Regions from separate parts of the Zea mays genome. Here region 2 is linked to region 1. Evidence: chromatin contacts called from public Hi-C data. All regions are on one chromosome and are shown on one strand. The core of a region is the stretch at or near the end of the contact, and the rest is flanking DNA. Distances in the headings are between cores, read along the strand shown.

The links. A called contact is a pair of places that touch in the nucleus more often than the background predicts.
Region 2: a Hi-C map of ear shows a contact between it and region 1, with 2.2 times the contacts expected there. The contact joins the promoter of LOC118472940 here to the enhancer-like site in region 1. A contact is called at or near these places in 2 of 25 Hi-C or Micro-C datasets (ear and tassel).

Annotation. Positions count from the first base shown.
Region 1 is chr7:82,062,789-82,068,765 of Zm-B73-REFERENCE-NAM-5.0, forward strand. LOC103632509 (a long non-coding RNA gene) reads right to left here. Exons shown (of 3, transcript XR_555977.3): 3 at 5,638-5,977. Among protein-coding and RNA genes, the nearest start is that of LOC103632509, 5.5 kb to the right of the region's middle. Within about 2 kb of position 4,548, at least 8 of the 20 cell types and tissues checked have an H3K27ac peak or open chromatin away from gene starts, as enhancers often do. A contact at or near this core is called in ear, where this site is marked.
Region 2 is chr7:82,418,176-82,423,618 of Zm-B73-REFERENCE-NAM-5.0, forward strand. LOC118472940 (ankyrin-1) reads left to right here and starts at 1,678. Exons shown (of 11, transcript XM_035960960.1): 1 at 1,678-1,881; 2 at 2,024-2,212; 3 at 2,983-3,117; 4 at 3,506-3,645. The coding sequence starts at 1,737.

The DNA of each region.
Region 1 (5,977 bases), core at 3,298-5,797:
ACGGAATGCTTCGGTGTCGGCCAATTCTCCTAACTGTGCTAAGAACTGGTCTATGTGCTCACGCGTGCTCTTTCCTTAGTCACCTGAAAACTTTGCGAATTCGGGTATTCTGGCCCCTGTTGGTATGGGAGACGGTCAAACTAGCTATTATAAGGTCTCCGATATGAATGCCCCCTGGGACTATACTAACTCCGAGCTTATCTCGAAACGCCCCAGCTATTTCCTCTCTTACTATATCGATGGAAGCCAGTGGGAGACCACCAGCTCTTTGGTCCAATATGGGTGAGTTTGTTTGGATATTGGTATGTTGTTTTCCTCCCCATTGGTTTGGGTTTTGCGGTGCATTAATACATGCCCTATGAGGCTCATAGGACTGGCCTTCTGGGGGGCGGAAAGTACTCGCTCTCATGGGTTTGGTAGATTATATATGGGGCTGGTGTGTCGTATGGTGAGATGGGGAGTCTAGCTGGGACAGATACGGAGTTGGATGTCCATCCTTCTCAAAAAACTCTGTGCCAGACTGTCGATTAAATACGCGGATCGTCTGACTCCTTGCGCGGACTGTCCGACGATGTGGCCGGACCGTCCGCCATTATATTTGGACTGTCTGGCGTCATATGCGGACGATCCGAATGGGTTATCTAGGGTTCGCACGGTATGTGGCGGCTTGGGTGCAGGCCTCGGTAATTCGCTTCTAAAAATGGGATCGGCCGCCACTGGCTCGAACGGTCCGCGCTCACGTGCGGACGGTCCGGACATGCACAAATTGGCAAATTTATCGCCGATGTGCATGGGAGGCTGTTGTTGCCGAGGGTACATGTCTATCGGCATCCCATAAAGGGGTTGTGATTGATCGTGACAACCTGTTGCCGATGAATCACGTGTGTATTCCCTCAGTTCAACCTCGTGTGAAGGAAGATTTGCAATAGTAGACTTATCAAGCGCACACACTAGCCTTTTATGATCGTTTTGTATATCCCCTATGATACATTGCATCTGCTCTCGTTGTTCGTCTATGTAAGCTTTAAGAGATTGGAGCTCATTGGTGCTACTTACATTGGGGGGGTATTCGTAGTGGGTTGGAGCGAAGCCAGATCTGTCGCCCGTTGCCGAACGACTTTGTTGTTCCTGTCCATCTTGAAGTCGGCCAGGAATTTTGCCTTTACTTCCTGGATCAGCTGCTCCTGGCGCTCCTCGAATAGGAGCTGTTCTTCAACCGGCAAGGCTTCCCATGTCGGCTTGATGATATTGCTGGTGGAAACTTCAAAGCTATCCTTTGAACCGGCCATTGAGGGCCGATCTCGATAGGTCTATATGAAATTGTCCCCAGCGGAGTCGCCAAAAAGTATGTTGACACCTTTTTCGGGCGCCAATCACTCAACATGAACCAGCGGCGGTGCTCTCTGCACAGGGGCCGGACGGTCCACGGCCTGGCGCAGGGCTAAAGTTTCCTGCCTGACGGCCGAACGGTCCGCGCGTGCGCAGGGGTCGGCGAAGGTCGCCGGCGGTGCCTGGATCTCGCTTCCGGAAGGGACCCCGTCGGGGAGGAGAGATCCTAGGAGTTGTCTAGGCTCGGGCAGACCGACCTAGACTCCTCTAATCGACGTAGAGTCAAAGAGAAGCGGAGAATTTGGGAAATAAGAGGCTAAACTGGAACTAGACTAGAACTACTCCTAATTGTACTGGAAATAAATGCGAGATAGAAGTATTATTGATTCGATTGATGATTTCAAATCGACCGTATACCTTTCTATTTATAGAGGAGGGGGCTGGACCCTTTACAAACTAATCTCCCGAGCTAATTCCACGAATCTAGCTAACAACCGTAGCACAAAACTCGGAACCCTAATCTGCTCTGCGCACGCGCGGACCGTCTGGCCCACAGATGCGGACTATCCGGCCTCAGGACCGGACCGTCCGCCGTTCATTTTGGAGCTCAACAGTGAGCTAAAAGTGGTCCAAGGTGAGAAAAGGACATCTTCTACCCTCATCCTACTCTATTTCTCCCCACCCCCATACTAATTAGAGATATAGATGTCTTTCTATATCCATGTAAGGCCCTTTCGTTGGTTTGAGACCATAAACTATTCAAACTAATTATTATTATAATACAAATAAATTTATCATTTCGACCGGAACCATTCTAAGGTAAACGGGGCGGAAGAAAGAAGTGGATGTTGAGCTTGAGGTGGGCCAATCTGGGCCAGCTAGTCATCAGACCATGTTTTGCCCTTGTCGGGCCAAAATATCAAGCTGAGTCGGGATCAACGTGTCCTAGGCTATATACTCATCTAACCTATAATTTTCAATTGAAACTATGAGAGAAATCAATGGGTTACGCATGTAGTGGAGCCACAACGAATATTTATTATTATAAATATTAATAATAGATGGATGGGGCATGCAAGGCATGACACCACTCCAGTGTACATCCATACGGGGCAACGTTAAAAATGGTTCTCCCCCTATGTACCTAAGGGCCGTTTTGGCACGACTCTTTCGGTGGCTCAACTCGAGCTCATCGTAAAACTCTATCAAACTGTCAAAAACTGTCAGAAAACAATTTCTAGTTAAGAACTCTTCGAGAGGCGAGTCCTTTTATTGCTAGGAGCTAGAGCACAAAAAACGTGGCTTGTATTAGCTCCTACATTTTTCTCATACATCATTTGAAAAAACACAGGAGAAGCTATTTTGCCAAACAAATTGCAAAATAGCTCCGGCTCCTCTAAAGAAGCCAAGAAGCTAGAGCCTGAGTCGAAACTGTTTTCAGAGAAGCCAGAGCCCTGCCAAAGGAGGTCCAAGATTGACTAGATTTAGGAGGTGTTTGGTTGTCGGGACTAAAGGGGGTCCATTCTAGATGAGGTGGTGCATTATAAGTCTATTTCACAAATTTGGTAGAATGAATTCATTCCTCGTATTATAACTAATTGTTAGCATATGAGGAATGAAACAGTGATGGATCAACCTATTTCATTTCACAAACCAAATAAAAAAATGAGTAGTGAGAAGATGATAGACTACAGACTACCTTATTCTCTCGAACCAAACACGCTAAAAGTTTAGCATGTGTCATGTTGGTTGTTTGAATATATATTACAAGTATTAAATATAGTTTAATTATAAAACTAATTACACAACTAAAGACTAAACGGCGAGACAATTTTTTAAGCATGATTAATCCACGATTAGCAAATTTTTATTGTAGCACTATATTGGTAAAACATGAATTAATTAGACTTAATAAATGTGTCTTATTATTTAGTTCTCCTCTGTATAATTAATTTTATACTTCTAAAAAGCATTTAAACATCTAATGTGATAAGGATTAAAGCTTAGCCCATGTAACAATTTATGACTTTAAATTAATATTGTTAAGTTATTTAGGGATAGAGTGACTAAATATTACTATAACACTGGTAATACAAAAGGAGCTAGTTGGTCGTGTCGTGTGTAGGGGAATAATAAAGACATGACCCTATGCATCAAATCAGGTTAGCCAGGCCATGTGAGCTTCGGTCTATATTAGACTTGCGGATTAGGTAAAGGTCATATCGGATTAAATTTGGGTCATAGATCATTTTATTATGGCTCATATCTGATCCATGCCTAGTATCGGGTTAGCTTCGTGTCAGCATATCCATGCACAATTGCTTTCAGTCGGAAACAGGTGAAGTGCTCGTAAACACCTGACGAATCCAGATCGAAGCAATCACCATCACCCAGTTCCTTCTGTAGTAACAAAGTTCAGGCTTCATTGGAACATGCGCAAGCGAACCTGCGGGCGCCACCACCCCCCCCCCCCCCCCCCTCTGTAGTAACAAAGAAGTTCAGGCTTCATTGGAACATGCTCAAGCAGACCTGCACATCATTGGGGCCCGTGTCGAGGACCGGCAAGGCGCGGCCGCGGGGACCCACGGCCACTCGTCAGCTGGGCTAGCGAACAACATGCTCTAGAAGGCAGAGGCGTACGGGTTGAAGCTCCTGCGCGCCGGAGATGACGAGCAGCCAGCGGCCGAGCAGATGATTGGGAGGACGAAGCGTGGTGCAAATTTCCACTCCGACCGCTCGGCTTTACGCCTGTGGAAGAATAAGGAGATGTTATAGGGAGTCGTTGGGTACTCTTTTTTCTTCCCTCCCCCTAAAATAGGATTGGGAATAGGCTTTTTTGTTACTATTGGGACTGCTCTAACACCGCCAATGTAAGAGCAACTCCAAGAGAGTACTAAAAAATTCATCCCCAAAACCTCTTATTGGGGCTATTGTTAAAATAATTATCCCAAAAAAATCTTAATCCACACCAGACTGCTAATAACTGCTCTCTAAAAAATTTGGAACAACCCCTGCCTCGAGCATTCTGAACAAACTAAAATGGCATCTACGATTCTAAACAAAACATGTAACAGGATGAAAGAACAATCTATCAAACTGATAATGTCTACGTATGCATGCAACCGTATCTAATGCTAAAGTCATTTGGAGGTGGGGTCGGTGGTACGGCGGCGGCAGCTAGTGCACTAAGGCACAACTGAGCTGAGGAAGTCAGCGCAGCTCCGACCATAGTCCGTCACGATGGCCTTGATGTTGTCGATGGTGAGCCGTGCGCGAAGGTGGTCCCACTCCCACAGCCGCTCCAGCACACCCGTCCAGTCTAGGTCAGGTGTAACAATTTCGTTTTGAACCATCCGAATTTGGTTTTATTGACTAAATTTGGACTTTTGTGTTTTTATATTTTGAACCGAAATCCATCTAAATTCAGACCGAAATTCGTTTTTCGGTTAGTAGCGAAAACGGGAAAAATTATCGAGATTCGGTGATTCCAATGCGGGATAGTAAACAGTGGTCCAGGTCCATGTGTGTCTGATTAAGGAAGGAATAATGACGCGCAAATATGAGGGAAGGGAGGCCACAAATGAGGGACGCCAAGCTTTTGGGGAAGGAAAAGGGACCTGTTAGAGCGACAAAAAAGTGATTGTTTCCCCCCTAGAATTGATTTTGGGGTTAGTTTAAGGTTTCTTTTGGAGTTACTCTAAGCCCCCCATAACGGAGCGATGTTAAAATGGTTCTCCTCCCTATACACCTAAGATTAACTAGATTTAAGTGCATCGTAATTTATGACAACAAATTGATATTATTAAATATATCTTTTTATAATATGTTCATGTGGTATCATAAATTATCATGATTTCTATTATTTTAGCCAAACATACAAAAGTTTAACTTGACTAATTCTACGATTTGATTTATTTAGGAACAGAGGGAATACAAATCATTATAACACTGGTAATACAAAAGGAGCTAGTGTGGTTTGCGAACACTAACTGCATTTGAATATTATCGTGAGCAGGCTGGGATGTCAGGATCCGGAGGTGGAGATCATCTTCGACAGTGTAAGCGTCGAAGCCGTGGTGCCTGTCGGCCGACGGACAACGCCCACGCTTCCCAACACCATCATCAACTGTGGGAAGGTAACCACATCTTAATTTCGTGTAGATGCGAATTTTAAGGACCATGGAAGGTAGGTATTTCTGGCAACTACTACTGATTTCTGTGGTGCAGGCTGTAATGGATTCTGTGCTCATGCGCCGCTCCAGGGAAGAAACGTTTAAAATCATAGATGCAGTGAGCGGGACAATAAGATCATCCAGGTACAGTCCCATGACCATTCGGTATTAAACAGCACACCACAGTGAAAAATGGCAGTTTCTCTAAAAATGTTTCAATGACTTGTTCAGTCTAATTAATAACCTGGTCAGCCTGTAATCAATCAGGTGCTTTTCTTGTGTGGCCAGAATGACACTTCTTCTTGGAGCACCCGGATCAGGAAAGACGACCCTGTTAAAAGCACTGGCAGGAAAACTAGATTCTTCTTTGAAGGTAGTACTAGTCCAGTCCAGTCCTCAAAATTAGTGTAAATAAATCAAAACCATGTCACAGAAGCAGCATGTATTGATTAGTGGTTATTCCTAAGAAGTTAGTA
Region 2 (5,443 bases), core at 428-2,927, 350 kb after region 1:
GAGATTAATGTGGATCACGACCAAGAACTGCACCAAGGGGCGTATTTAGCAAACCAAAGAGTATATCTCAGCACCCAACAATCACCAAATGAGTCCCAAACTCAAGAACTCGATGGTTCTTCACAAAACCACAAATAGAGGGAAAGGAAGAACACAAGAACATAATTGACTCAAAATTTCAGCGGAGACAAAACTGAGTGAATCGAGTTGAACTAGCCACATGGATGGATCTAGCCACCCTTTCTTTGAATAGAGCAGTGAAGATTACAAACACAGATGCAAGTTCAAAACATTTTTGGATCTCAGGCTAAACTAGGGAATGAAAGCTAGTGTTTTCTAAACAAGAGACTAATGTGTAAGCCAAAAAGTTGACTAAAATAATCATCCCACCCTTCTATTTATAGAGGGTTATTACTACTTTCTAAATTAACCCTAGATACATAGAGCCTAACCACTTAGCCGGGGGCAAAATGGACCAACTTTTTGGATTTTGGTCTAACGGTCACGCGCTCCACACGAAGTTGCTTCGCCTTGACACATCCTTCACGATGACGCCACGTGCCGCCTTCGATTCCCGCCGGAACCGCCGCCGCCAAGTTTTGAGCCCAAACTCAACAAAACCCAACATTCATAGTGCTAGGTGGTTTTTCATGGCTCAACCACCAAACCACCCGTGAGTAGCACACCACATGCGCATCTCCCACGTCCTAGACACATGTCCCATTAGTCTTTGATTGCATCGACAACATGGTACACTCCGCCATGTCCTCGCACGATTGTGTCCTAGGTGTCAGCCACTATGGGCAACTCAAGTCCTCAATCAAGTCCCAGCGCTCGTCCTTTGTCGCTCCTGGTCCATCGGCACGAACCGGCATGACCTTCACCTTCGTTGTTGACCACTGTACCTGTGCTCCACACCTGCACACCACAAACCCAGACACATTGTTGCACACACATAACTCATGTCTCGGTTAGTCCATGAGTCAACCCGAGACGCTACGCCGTTGACAATCACTCATCATCAATCCGAACCATAAGGGACAAATCAACCTTGTGTTCACAATTGCTATGCCTATGAAGTTGTATTTCCTTTACCTTCATCTTGTAATCCAAGGAATCGAAGGTATACCTGTAATCTTTTGTTAAATAACAATAGATGAAGAAACAATGTCTTATAATGTTGATTCATGTGCTTCACCTTCTTTATTTTGCACATATTTGTCTTTAATGTCCTTTATTTTCTTTGTTTATTTCTCATATCTTCATCCTTTAATCAACCCCTTTTCAAGAGGGGAAAATTAAAGGATGAACATGAAGCTCGATTTATTTGTATTGCCTTATTGGCTATCAGGCACAAATTCAGATATTTTTTCACCTTTTTTTGTTGTACAGAGCAAAAAAAATACATAAACCAATTTATACAAACTTTTATTCTTATTTATAATAATGTGCTTGATAACATAAACAAATCGGCATCAAATTTCTTACATATATACTTTAAAATATTGAATTTATCTTAATAATTCGAATATCCACACTAACAAATATAGGATCATACCGCAAGCACCGTCGGCCCATGGAGGCGTTTTGTCACTTGGGCCGGTCCCGATGACTTGGCTGGCTGGCTTCTATAAGTAACCACGGCACCACCTGCCTGACTCGCGCTTCCCGCTCGTTTCAATTGCCCCCGTCCATCCTCTCTCTCTGCGCCGCGAAGCTTCCAGAACCCTCTATTCATGGAATCCACCTCCGGGGAGCATTCAGAGACGGGAGACGAACCGTGCCCTCTCCAGTTTCGATACACATACAATTCTCCCCGCGATGAAAAGGTAGACCGGCTCCTTCGCGCCGTGTCCGATGGTTACATCCCCAAAATCAAGAGTGAGCTCTCGAGATGGACATGGCGATTACGGTTTCTCTGTGCTCTGGATGTTGTGTTGACTCCTAGTTTTCTGCTTTTGCTTTTGGTTCGCGTTTCGGTGTCTGATCGAATTAAATGTTGTGGGTTGCTGTTGTTGCGCAGGAACGGCGAGACGGCTGATGGAGCAAACTGGGATGACCGTGGACGAGGTGATGAGACGTATCCAGGTCGAGGATGCATTGGAGCAGGGTTACGGTCCGGTGCACATGGCGGCGTCTTATGGGAACTTAAAGGTCTGCAAGTTCCTGCTCAAGGAGCTCAAGCTCGATGTCAACGCTACTGCCAGGGATGGTTCGTATCTATTTTCTATTTTTGCTTTTTGCATGACGTTCGTTGGGTCAGCACCAGGAGGGATGGGATGGTTAGACAGTTGGATCAAGTTTCTGAGCATGGGAAGGGAGACTTTGATCTGATTTATGGGATATGTCGAGGGTTCAGTTTATTTGTTCGCTTCTTTGTTTTGGATAAAATTACTTGAAACTGGCTATATGGTGACTGATGTGAGTTCTGTTACAACATAGGTAATTAGGTATGCATGATAGTACATGAAATGTGTGACCTATGCATGTAATCAGTAATCCTGTCTTCTTCCAATTTGTATTTTATTAAGAGTCTGCCACTGCCAAGGTTGTAGTTCAGCAATCCCTCCAAATTTCTGTGAGGTTGAAGGATGGTTAATGTGAAGATGTTATGCGATTTCAAGTTACTTTTGCATGCAAATAGGTTTTCTGCTCTTAATTTTTTTCCAGAATAAGGGGCCTTTATCTGTTTGACACAAACTTCTGCAAATAGTAATGTCGTTTGTGAAATGAAATGCATGATGACTCATGAGTTTTGGAGAAAATAGCTGGAAACTGACTATGGTGACTGTGAGAGGTGGCCATGGCTCTTTCTATCCCTAAGAAAGCTCTGCTCTAGTTTGATCCTTATACCTTACGCCATGATACAGGAGGAATACAGGATACACCTCTGTAATACTACTATACGTTTCTATTACATATGACTTCATTTGCTTACACACACAATAAGTGTTGATCATTCTGATTATTGCCACTTTCCAGGTGCGACACCACTAGCTTTCGCAATGTATGGTAATGCATCTTTGGCTATTGTGATGCTTCTTCTCGATTATGGTGCTAATCCTAACAAAGAAGACAAAAATGGGATTTATCCTCTCCACATTGCAGCGCAGAGAGGTTCTCTTTACCTTTGAATATGCGAATTTTAGACTTCCTTTTGCTGTTCTTCGAGCTTTACTATCATGCCAAATGTGTTCTATCTCTTATGTACGGTAAATTTCTGGACATAGGTTTATTATTGCCTAATGCCTATTGGATACATTGTGGTCATCTAAATAGTTGAGTTGGTCACTAGAAGATATATGTTATTATAAACCACCACTGAACCTTAAAGGCTTAAACATTCATTTTGTGGTAAAAAACTTGTTTGCCTAATAGTTTCCAAAATCGTTTTTCCTGTTGACATATGGTTACTTTAGTTATTTTAGTTATGAAACAGAAATACATGTCATTTAATACCCATAAATGCAACATGGTGTGATTATTTTCCTCTATTTTGACCCAGGTTACTATGAAATAGCAGAATTGTTATTGTCAAGAGGGGCTTATGTTGACCCTCAGTGGGAATCTAGAAGCCCACTATATATTGCTGCCAATTATGGAAATGCAAGAATAGTGGAGTTATTGTTGCATCATGGCGCACAGGTAATAGTTTTTTTTCTTACCAGCTCTAATTTCCTCTTCTTACCAATACACGGTATACATGTTTGCTACGCCATCCATTCACAAACATATGACGCCGTTTAATTTTTTCTAAAACTTTAATTACTCGTCCTATTCAAATTATTTATTCGAAAATGTAAAATTTTAAGTCACGCTCAAACGACCTTGAGTCATAAAACAAATTACAACAAAATGATAACTCACGATTTTTATTGAATAAGACGAGCGGTTAAAGTTTTAGAAAAAAAAAATCAACGGCGTCATATATATTGGTAGTATTTAATTTGTATCCATGATAAATAAATCAAAGAAATAACCGCTTGACTAATTTGTTCGGAAGTAGAAATGCTCGTGTCTATCTTCTTCACCATATTTCACTTCTCCCATCGAGGCTTTAGGGTTCCACTTGAAACCTTGTTTGTTGGCTGGCTCAAAATCTGATTGGGTTTTCCATCTTTTATTCTATGGTCATTTAATTGAATGTTCCATATGACAACTCGTTGTAAAACAAGGTCATATTGCATATTTTCCTAATGCTCAATTATAACTCTGGATCCCACCTTTCAGTCACTTTTCTAGTCTTGCATATTATCTATACCACTATATAATCCAACAGTTTAAACTTTGCAAAATTCACCCAACCAAATTACCCTCACACTCATAACCTCCACTAAATCCACCAAACAAATTGCAACCAGATTTAACACACCATCATAAACAACGGTTCAAATCGTTGGATAACCTCCTCTATCATACTCAAATCTATACCACAATATAATCCATCATTTTCAACTTTGCAAAACTCACCTAACCAAATTGCCCCCACACTCATAATGTTGTGGTTGCTGCGTGGTGGTCGGCGAGGGGAACGCAGGGGAGAGTGGAGAAGGAGAGTGGCTTGAGAACAAGAACGCAGAGCGTAGCGAGGAGGTCTGTCGTCGCCGGCGGCTGAAGGCGCCACCGTCGAAGAACAGCCCACCTCTAGGAGGTAACTGTATTATTCTTCGATGCCTTCTTACAAACTAGCAGCCAGCCTTTATAGTCTAGGCGGCAGGGAACACACCCAATCATCTTATTGCTTTCCATAATGGAAATAGGAAACTCTACTGTCTGCTACAGCAGAAATAGGAAACTACTGATATAGCAGAAATAGGAAACTACTGATTGATATACTGGAGATAGGACTGGCCTGATCCTCTTCCCTTAATTCGGCTGCCTGATTGTTGCTTCCTTTTCCTGTTCTTCCAGCTCAGTTGCCTTCCTGAGCCTGCGCCCATAGGTGTTCTTGTAGAAGAATGAGTCCACAACACTTCCCCCCTCCCCCTGGAACAGCTCGTCCTCGAGCTGAAACACCGGATATTGTTTCTTGAAGTCTTCTAGGGAAATCCAAGAAGCATCAACAGCTGTCTGTCCTTCCCAATGCACCAACAATTCCCATACTCCATGTTTGAGACGAGCACGAATGATCTTCAAGGGATGAGGAACCACTCTTCCATGCACCAGAGATGGCAACTGCACTGGATCACCGACCGGAGGGGTACCCACGAAAGGCTTAAGAAGGGCCACATGAAACACATTATGGATGCGAGCTGCTGCTGGTAAACGAAGACGATAAGCTACTGATCCAATCTTTTCTAGTACTTCATAAGGTCCAAAGTACTTAGGGCCCAGCTTGGTGGCACGCGCTGGAGTGATGCCCACGGCTGTGCGGTGATGCAAACGGAGCCAAACCCAGTCTCCTACTGCAAAGACAACCTCCCGGTGCTTCTTATCATGCTGA